Regions from separate parts of the Zea mays genome. Here region 1 is linked to region 2. The links are chromatin contacts, called in public Hi-C maps. All regions are on one chromosome and are shown on one strand. Each heading gives the region's core, a stretch centred on a gene start, on an enhancer-like site or on the middle of the called end of the contact. The rest is flanking DNA. Distances are from core to core; before and after follow the strand shown. Region 1 holds the start of LOC100274522. Region 2 holds the start of LOC103630548 (probable calcium-transporting ATPase 6, plasma membrane-type).

The links. A called contact is a pair of places that touch in the nucleus more often than the background predicts.
Region 1: a Hi-C map of bundle sheath shows a contact between it and region 2, with 1.9 times the contacts expected there. The contact joins the promoter of LOC100274522 here to the promoter of LOC103630548 in region 2. A contact is called at or near these places in 2 of 25 Hi-C or Micro-C datasets (bundle sheath and leaf).

What each region holds. Positions count from the first base shown.
Region 1 is chr6:167,486,815-167,491,773 of Zm-B73-REFERENCE-NAM-5.0, forward strand. It overlaps LOC100274522, which reads right to left and starts at 3,040. Exons shown (of 1, transcript NM_001148879.1): 1 at 1,381-3,040. The coding sequence starts at 2,295. The coding sequence ends at 1,606. It overlaps TRNAD-GUC (transfer RNA aspartic acid (anticodon GUC)), which reads right to left and starts at 655; the gene lies at 584-655.
Region 2 is chr6:167,657,693-167,662,807 of Zm-B73-REFERENCE-NAM-5.0, forward strand. It overlaps LOC103630548 (probable calcium-transporting ATPase 6, plasma membrane-type), which reads left to right and starts at 2,863. Exons shown (of 7, transcript XM_008651597.4): 1 at 2,863-3,187. The coding sequence starts at 2,990.

The DNA of each region.
Region 1 (4,959 bases), core at 1,790-4,289, 170 kb before region 2:
TGTGCTGATAGGAGCAGGATTGTGAGAGAGCCGGGTCAAGATCCTAACACGAGCGACACCAACATTAGCCAGTTAGGCTCTCAAGACGCGAGGCCCTAGAAACTCATGGCTGGCTTTAGTTGGACCTACGATGAATTCTTTTACTAAGATCACCAAAAAGGTATCATCTGTAAGTCTAGCCTTCTCCGGACGATGACACACAAGTGATGGGAAAAATTTCTCAGCCGACATATCAAAAGGATATACCAATAATGTCTAAAGGGGTACTATATAAAGGTGGTGCCAGGGTCCCATAATTATTACTCTCTCCGTTTCTTTTTAGTTGTCGCTGGATAGTTTAATTTTGCACTATTCAGCGACAACTAAAACGAAACGGAGAGAGTATCTTGCAGAAACAGTCTTTACAACAGTACCCGTAGTCGAAGGAAAAAAAATCACCGCTGGAAACCATGTCCAATAAAAATCTTTCCACCGTGTCATGTTTGGCTCAGGAGGAATCAGGAATGGGCCAGGGCCGACTTGATTAGAGTGCCTCTCCGGCTCTCCCACAGCCACAGCGTGTGCGCGCCAAAAAAAAAAGAATCGCCGTTGCCGGGGATCGAACCCGGGTCACCCGCGTGACAGGCGGGAATACTCACCACTATACTACAACGACAACTGTTGCCCTGAAATACAAGGGGCACAAATTAGCCATTACTGTTGACAGCGAACGAAGCAAGCGCAAACTGCAAAGCTGAAGCACACGATAGTTCTGTAGCAAATCTGCTTCACTTGGATGGCATTTGTTCCGGCGGCCAGCCCAGCCGGTCACCGCTGCCTGCCTTGCCGGGAGAGACTCTGAAAATCAGACTGCATACGTTATACATCTGCTGAGCTGCACACAGAATCCAGAGGAACGAGGCTTTAGCAGTCCGATAACTAGACAACAATCTGAGAAGCAGGCATGTAGCAGTACTGCAATAGTATCAGTGAAGTGTTGTATTAGTACAAATGTATAATATCCGTGCAATAACCTTTCTAAACTAGTTACAGGAGTTCTTTCAGAGCAGACAGTGCAGAACGACAATAAACCTGGACATGAGACCGTATCTTTCTCTTTGCAGCAGAATCCTCCTGACAGCTGGTCAACTACTAAATTTAAGCTGGGTTAAGGCAGTACTGAAAGCCCAACACCGTATGCACACCACCACAACCTTGCTACGTGATCCCACATCATGAACAAAGTACAATCGGGCTAGTGGTATTCCAGAGAAACTCTGGGCGGAAAAAAAATCCTCTACGTTCTGCAGAATGAACAAACAATCTGACGATTTTGTAGTCGTCCTGTAATTGCAGAAAAATAAAATAAAAAATCTTGCACCCACAGAAATGACCTTTTTTCAGATGTAAACAGTGTTCAGTGCATTTATATTAGTTCAATATAATCTCAGCTATACACACTGAACACCAGCACAAGAAGCATGGACCACAGTGGAGGTAGTTCCACTCATTATCAGTTCCTCAATTCTTCTAATTACATGAAAATTTGACCTTTCAAGCAAGCCAAAAGAAGCTGGCACTGGCAGAGGCCCCAAAAAAAAAAAACTGCCAATCAGGCAAACGCGCTCATTCAGCCAGGGGATCAGAACTCACGAAGCTCGCAACAACATCCATGGAATGACGCAAGCCTTCTGGGACATCAATTTCCCGTGACATCCCTCGCACTTCATCGATCCTGCAGTCCGCGGCTGCCGGTCTTGAGCTCTCCTCCCAGCCGCCTCCAACCTCCGAGTTGCCGTTGAAGCACAGAGCAGGATCGGCACACGCCACGGAGCCCACACTGCACGGCTTCTGAAAAGGGAGCACGCCGCCGACCTCGGCGTCGATCTTGCCCCGGATATCGAGCAGGAGACCCCGGAGCCTCGCCACCTCCGCCTCCAAAGCTGCATGGCCCTGCAGCCGTCTCTGGAGCTGCTGGTTGGCGGCGCGGAGCTTCTTGACCTCCTCTTCCAGAAAGGCCGCGTGCGCCTTCTTCTTCTCCCGGTACTTGCGCACAGCTTCCCTGTTCCCCAGCGGTCTGCGCGGCTTCGCCGAGTCCTCCCTGGCGTCGTCGTCGTCCTCCCCGCCGCTGCCCAGGACCAGGGTGTGCGCGTGCAGGCACGTGTGGGTGTGCATGGCGACCGAGGGGCCGGGCGGGTTGCAGCTGTGCGTGTGGGTGCAGGTCGTCGTGGCGCTGTTGAAGAACTCGTCGAAGCTGTCAGGCATCTCCGGGTGGGAGAAGAGCAGTTGGCAGGGGAGGTCAGCTCCATCGTCCATTGTGGCAGAGAATGTGTGCCGAGAACAAATTTCTCCGCCTGTGGTCAACGGACAAGTCGCACAAGAAAGATGCCTGAAAAGAGAGAGAGAGGTGAAGGAATCAAGAGCTTGTCTAAAAGATGTTCCTTGAAGGGTCTTGAAGCTTTAATAAGAACTGAATTTCTGAGCAACGGTTGCTGGGGGGCAAACTAACGGATCACATCACAAATGAAACAAACTTGCAGGTGCAGGGCAGTAGACCTCACCACTCAGCAGTAGAACCCGGGAGGGAGGAAGGAAACACTCGAGAAAGGACACCAAACTCCAAGAAATGGTGAGCTGCCCGAATTCGGTGGAGGTAAATTCACAAAAAAAGATAGTAGAGGTTGGAAGGGTGAGGACTGGAAACCACCTAGGAGGTATCGGTAAGCTAGCCGGAAAAGCAGGATTCCGGCATCAGAATATCGGAGCGACGATATGGAATCGACGGTAGGGCGTCTCTCGTTCCCTCGCCGCCGAGCTAGCTAACCTCTAGCGGGTAGAAATTTTGTACCTCCCCTTTCTCTCCTCCCCTTTCGCCTTTTCTCGGATTCTTTCTTTATGGTGTCGCCACCGATCTTTTTGGCGACGTCCGATCCAGTGCGTTGCGTTTTAGCTGCGATTGGAGAGGAGAATCCCGGAAAGGGAGCGGCGTTCTGTGTCGTGGAGGAGGAGATGGGACGCCGACGTGATCCGATCAGTGGTGGGCGGTGGAGACGGAGGGAGGGGACGATTCCCTGTTCTTGCCAGTGCTGGGAGGTTTTTGTTGGCTCGCAATGACCGAATCTTTTTGCTTGCGGTGGCCTGCCACTTGGCCTGGTTTTGTCTTTCAGTTGGACTTTTTTGCACCTCAATATTGTTGCCTAGTTGACAATGCACGTCATTGTTCATAAATAACACGAACATGCCAGCAGAGAAGAGTCGGTAAAGTTGCTACAATATTATTCAATCAAACTATATAAAGAGGTAGAATGGAGAAAGCTTATGTATAAAACTTGAGCATCCAAGTGTTGTTTAATACCCATTCTGTCATAATTTATAATTTATTTCACTTTTTTAAATCCAATTTGACCGATTCGTTTTATTAATTTTTTTACGAAAAATAAAAAAATTAAATTCATACTTAAAGTATATTGCTCTCTGTCTCAATTTATAATTTGTTTGATTGTTTACTAACTTTGACCGACTTGTCTTATTCAAAAATATTATAATTATTATTAGTTTTCACTGTGATATTATTTATCATATAATATATTTTAAGTATTGTTTTGATTTTTTTGATTTTTGATTTTTTGGAATAAGACAAACCGATCAAATTTGATATAAAAAAGTCAAATGAATTATAAATTAGCATGAAGAGAGTATATGTTAAATGATATCAGATAAAAAAAATAATAATTATGAATTTTTTTGAACTTGGTTAAAATCACGAATTAGGCACGTTCCATTCAGGATCCCATCCAATGTTCCCAAAATTGTGGTATGCCCGACCATCCACCCTATTCTTAGATGAATGTTGTCCCACGCTCTTTCTCCTCTTCATCCCATCTTCTCTTGAATTACCATTTTAATGTATGCATGTTTTCTGTCTTTTTTAAATAGACAGGAGATCTACCTAATATATTGAAAAGGAGAAAAATGACATGGTAAAATGGTTTAGAACAACCAGGATAAGATCCTAGGCACACGGGCCACTAGCCTAAGGAAAGGGGGAAAAACGAAAACAACCCACAATTAAGAAAAGCATCTAAGAAGATAAGGGAATTATCAGATGTCTAGCCTCTTCCAACTTTCAGGGTGCCGCCTCACACTCTATTTTTACAACAGTTTATTGGTGTCTCGAGAATCTGAGATCAAAGATTCTCGCATTTCTTTCCCGCCAGATTTACCAAATCAAAAAAATCAACAACGATATGAGGCCTTTCCTATTACATTATGCCGACGTGGCTGATCTCTCCCATCAGGGCATAAGGGAGTGGAAGTGCCCCCAATTAGACTGTTTTAGGTCCTCAATGGCCACTCACTAATCCTCATTTTGTCGACCACAAAGGTCACTTTCAACCCTAATCCTCCTTTTGTCGACCACAAAGGTCAAGCCCACACACTAATCTTTGCTCACACGAGCGGGTAACACAAACTTTTTTGTGGTCTTTCACAAGATTTGGAGACTCACAAGCGACACCTAGTCGTTTAGGGGCTTGAAGCTCCAAAAGTAATAAATCCACAAAGAACTCGATGTAGTATCAAAGCTCGAATCAAGAAGACCAAGAAGGATTTAGAGATGAAGCACAAAACCCACAGCTCTCAATCTCACTCAAAGATTTCTCTCAAATTTTTTGAAATGGAAGAGGCAAGAGATATGTGTGAGAGAGTGGGAGGTGTTTCTGAGGTTAGAAATGGAGTTTGGTGCACGCTCTTGTGTGGGGGAGAGAGGCAGGGGTGAGTATATATAGGTGGGACTCCAAAACTAGTCGTTTGACTTTTGTGCTCAAATACGGCTGAGCCGGTATTAAAAACCAGCTGAGCTGGTTTTCTGCATAACATATTCGAGTCGACCCACCGGTTGAGTAGCAGATTGGACCAGAGGGAAAACCGACTGAGCCGGTCCAGAAACCAGATGAGCTGGTATTTCAATCCCGGCTGAAC
Region 2 (5,115 bases), core at 1,613-4,112:
GACACAGGGTCCCGAAAATTTTGCCCCCAAAATTGGGTTTTCTGAAAATAAATAATATAAGTCAATAAATATTGTTTGATGTTTTACAAAATAAACTACAAAAACTTGACTTTGAAGTGGATAATATGAGAGGGCAGGAATATGATAATAGATCAAAGGTAAAAGGATCAAATATAAAAGGGTCTATTTTAGACTACTTCTATCCCTATATATTGTAGGTCATAGGACCTACTTTTATGTTTTGCACCAGGGCAAAAAAGACTCAGAGACGACCCTACATCGAGAAACCCTAGCTCATTCATCTCCTCTTTTCTTCCAACATCATTCGAAGCCCAAGCTTGCGCTCGCATCACCACCATTGATGTTGTCGTGCCTCGTCCCGACACTAGCACCTTTGTGGGCCTTCTCGCTAGCGCCGCATATAAGCAAGTCGTGTGCGACTCTGTCGAGGGGTTCCACCTAGGTGTTTCTTTCGATGGCAAGCGCACACACATTAAGGACGACGAGTGACATGCCGACTCTGGGTCTAGCGAGAGCAACAGTGGACCAGTCTTAGGGTCCACACCATGCTCTGCCAGATCCACTCGTGCACGGCGGATCGTGAGCCATGTGACGAGTCGGGTCACGATGCGTCTGGCATGGCGACCCATGGTTGCACATGCGTCTCATGACCATCACACTCGTCAGACAGGACTACAACGTCCACGCGCGATGGCTCATTATGCCACATGTGGCCGTCAATAGGAACTTGGTAGGTCTCTTCTCATCTTAGGGTTAGGGTTATGGGATGGTAATTTTGGGAATTTTCTAATTTGGCTTTCTAATCATGCAATTTCCCTCCTAATTGCTTATGCATGCTTAGTTTCATGAATTAGCCTCTAATTGCTCTTAAGTTGGACTAATTTCGTGAAAACAGTGAAACCCTAGACCTACTCCACAATTCAATCCTTAATCTAACCTTAATTTCTTAACTTTAATCATCATGATTTGGCCTAAACATACACTGATCTACTTAAATTAGGCGCATATTTTTCTCACTAGGGTCATGGAATTTTAGATAGCTCAAGAATTTGAACTAAAACTTGAACTTGTTAAGGAAAAACTTAAACTTAAATATCAAATCGTGCATGATGCTTGCATGAATCTAATATACTGAGGCTAATTTCACATAAAACAAGCATCTAACACATCATTATCCACTATCTGGCACAAACCAATCAAAACCAACATGATCAGGGGCTCATCCTTAAGACTTAGGTGCTGGTGATGGATCTAGATAGACTAAGATGGCTATGATACCAAATATTAGTTAAAAATAGGATTAACATAATGAGTGATTACCTACAAGATCTCTTAGTCTATTACAGGATCAGTAGATCACGTATATAACTTAATCTTATACGGAATTGGGTAGGAAAATTGTATACGACACTTATAACGATCTCTCTGGTTGGTGTAGTGGTAGCAGAGGTGATGGAGTTCACCAATTCAAGAGCACAAGCTCTGAATCGACGCTTCAGTGGCTTGGGGGCGTAGCGCGTCCCTCTGGGCGCCACCGGCATTGGCTTGGATGCGGAGCACATGCATCTGACCTCTCCAGCGCTTCTTAGTGATCGATAAGGATTGGTGGATGCACTGACTCATTCAGAGAATAAATCCTCTCTTAGTTTATATAGAGCGTCGTGGAGCCAGGGTCATGTCCGAGTTTCCTTAGGTTTGTCGCCCGATCAAGGCAAGTCTTGGATGCTATAATGTTGTTTACTTATGCATTTCAATATGTTTACTTTGTGTTTTTTTCCGTATCTCTGCATTCCCTTTGTTGATCGAAATCACCCAAGGAAAGTCCTAACATTGGTCACGCCATCTACCATGCAAAAGCTTGTAGCTGTACCATTGCCCACCACCATGGACCTACCCCTCAATTAGATATTTGTAACTTTCAACGAATCATTCCACACGAGGAGTTATTATTATTCTTTTTGAGTTGTGTAATACTATCTCCGTTCTCAAATATTTATCATTCGATAGTGTATTTTTGAATTAAAGTGTGACAAATAAAAATGAACGGAGGGTACCACCCTTATTTATTTTTTGTGCATTTTTTTTTGCCAAATTCTATTTCCAGTTTCGATTTTCCACCCCCAATTACAAAATAGGCTGATATTCATTTTCTCTTAAATTCTTGATCTCTAAACCTTATTTTCCTTTGGTTTAGTGATAAAGGTCTTGTTTAGCCGTTTAGGGGAGCTCCGCTCTTTAATACTTCAGCTCTATTCCTTGATTTTCTGGTAGAGTGATTCTATCTTAGTCCTAGAGTGAAGAGCTGATGAGAATTAATTCTCTGTTATCCTCAATAAAATATAACAATGAGCTTGGTGAAGTAGAGTTTTTTCTTCTAGCTTTTAGTGTAAATGAAGAATTGATGCTCTCCCGTCGTCTGAATCAGTTGACATTTTGAGCGTTTGGAGTGCTTATCTTCGAAGTTTAACAGCTTCGGTTAAAGAAAAGGCCAGCTAGCTAGCTGTTAGAGCCTGTCCTGCGCATGAACTGGGTGCATGTATATATAATTCATTCCCGGGAAGCGTCTTGAAATTTCGCTGCCAATTCTGTGCATCGTTCCAACTTCCAAGGTGTGTGTGAAGAAAAGAACTTGCTAACAAGTTTCAAGCTCTTCATTATTTTTTCTTTTTTAGCCACGAACGCATACCTCGTGCAGTCACATGAAAATTTACTTGCATCACATTTTTTTCCCACCCCTGCCGTAGTTCATATCCTATCAGAAATTTCAAACGTTTGACGTTTACCACTACTTCGGTGGGAGAGGGGGGATTTTTTTGGACTTTATATATTGTCAGTTGTCACACAAGTGGGGGCCTTTCAATAGTTTTGCTGGTTTATATTCCTTCCGCTTCCGGCCTTTCAATGCAGCGAGCGCACGCAGCGCGGGAGAAGGCGAAGCGCGAGAGCAGAGGCGCAACGCGGCGCCGGCATGGACTCGGGCAGCAAGAGCTGGAGCATCGATAGCTACCTCAACGAGCACTTCGACATCCCCGCCAAGAACCCGCCCAGCGAGGCCCGCCTCCGCTGGCGCCGCGCCGTCGGCCTCGTCGTCCGCAACCGCCGCCGCCGCTTCCGCATGTTCTCAGGCCTCCACGCCCTCGACGACGCCCAGCGCCGCAACATCCTGGTACGTACCTCCCTCTGGGCCGGCACCGGCGCAGCTGTACAGCCGTACAGGCCGTAGAATTGGAATCCTTCTCCGCGTCGCTTTCGTTGAATTGCGCCGTTCAAAACAGTGAATGCGCATTACGGGCTTGCGAAATTGCTAGGAAACTTCCTCGGTCCGGATCAGCCTTGAGCCGTGGTACGTTATGTGGACGAGCACGCTCACCTCTGGCAGGCCATTGCTTTGCCTTTGTACTCGAGATCCATATCGCTACTCAGGAGCTTGATCGTTTTTCATCGACTCATCGACTTCATTTCCTTCAGCACCACTCTCAAAAAAGGCCTCGTAACCCTCTTTACAACACTACCACATCATCAAGAGTGTCATAAAACTAAGAATGAAACAGTATCTCTAAATGCAAAAATTCACTTCATTATTTGGTAGACTAACCTACCAATTAAATGCTACAACTGAATGAACAATAGAAATTAGTAAAATATGTGAAGATGAAACAAATCACTCTTAATGAAGGTTTCACACGGTTTCTAAGGCATTGGAAACGTGTTGACATGGTTTTATCCCCATAAAACTAATTTTATCTCACAAAACTCATTCATCTTAAATGTATGGCATGTCATCTAAAACACTGATATGATACACTATTAAATGTGCATTTGAGAATAGCCTAAAGACAAGTGGTCGTGCCAGCAGCCACGTTTTTGCTTGGCGAGCAAGCTGGCTATGCCGCCACATGGCACGCGAGGAGGCACTAGTGCCACGCCAGCCATACCTCGAGCAAGCAAGTCATCAGTGTCGAAGAGATGGTTAAGGCTGCGCTTCCAGGTCCATGAACTCCTTCCCGCTGGCCCTACTTCGCCATCACGGGTAAGCCCAATCCATGAGCTCTAGCTGTCCACCCTTCCGTTTCGAATCACGGCGGCATCCCGATGACCTCGTCATCGCCGGTGGTGTCGACCATTATGGAGACCAAGAAGGTCTTGCCTCAGGGACCAAAGGATTTAGATCCTCTGCAGTCAGTCGACTGTAGAGGCTATTAGGTGGATCTAGCGAGTGGATCTACATATGGTCACAGATGTCCTCTGCAGTGCAGAGGATCCGAGTCTACGCCGAAGATGGAGCAGGAGGAGGGGAATTTGGTGTAGGCGCGGTGGTAGTGGATGAGATGACTGGGAGGTTGGGAGCTTTGATGATTACGACATACATGAACGTGGTACATACTATATACGGTCATGTGGGGCGTGCTAAATGGGTCGATGTTAGACACGATAGGACCCGTAGTACTTCGATACGACATTGACACGATATATATAGTGCATGTGCTGGTACGGGGTCCAAGGTCGTCACCCCCGACATGAGCACGACACAATTAAGTTGTTGGCACGATTATACACGACTTAGGCGAACTGGCGGTCCATAAATGTGATTGTGATGTATGTGTCTATGTGATTGTGAATTGTTATTGTTTTAAATATAATAAACCCGTCCTATAATGGTTTCAATGTTCATATTTTAAAATTATATATGTAATCTTAAAGATGTTCTAGATCTTTTTGAGCTCTTAAAGTGAAATAGTACTTAGGTTGGCACAAACACTACTAGGTCCTAGTGTCATATTATAATGGTGGTATGGCACGATTAAGCATTATAGTGTCGTGTCTGGGCCGATGTTAGGTACTAGTGCTAACACACACAACACGACACGATTATTAACAATATCTAATAGTATCGTGCCTAATAGTATCATGCTTTATAGTGTCAAGTGGCAAAGGAATCGGTATGCCTTAGTATGTCAGCTGCCATACCTCAACTTTCAAAACCTTTGTATCTTTCGTTCTAATGATGAAGGTGTATGTGGCGGGTGGTTGCACTCCGACCTTTGCATCTACAGGTTGTGGGTTTGATTCCCACAATGTTGCAATATTTGCTCA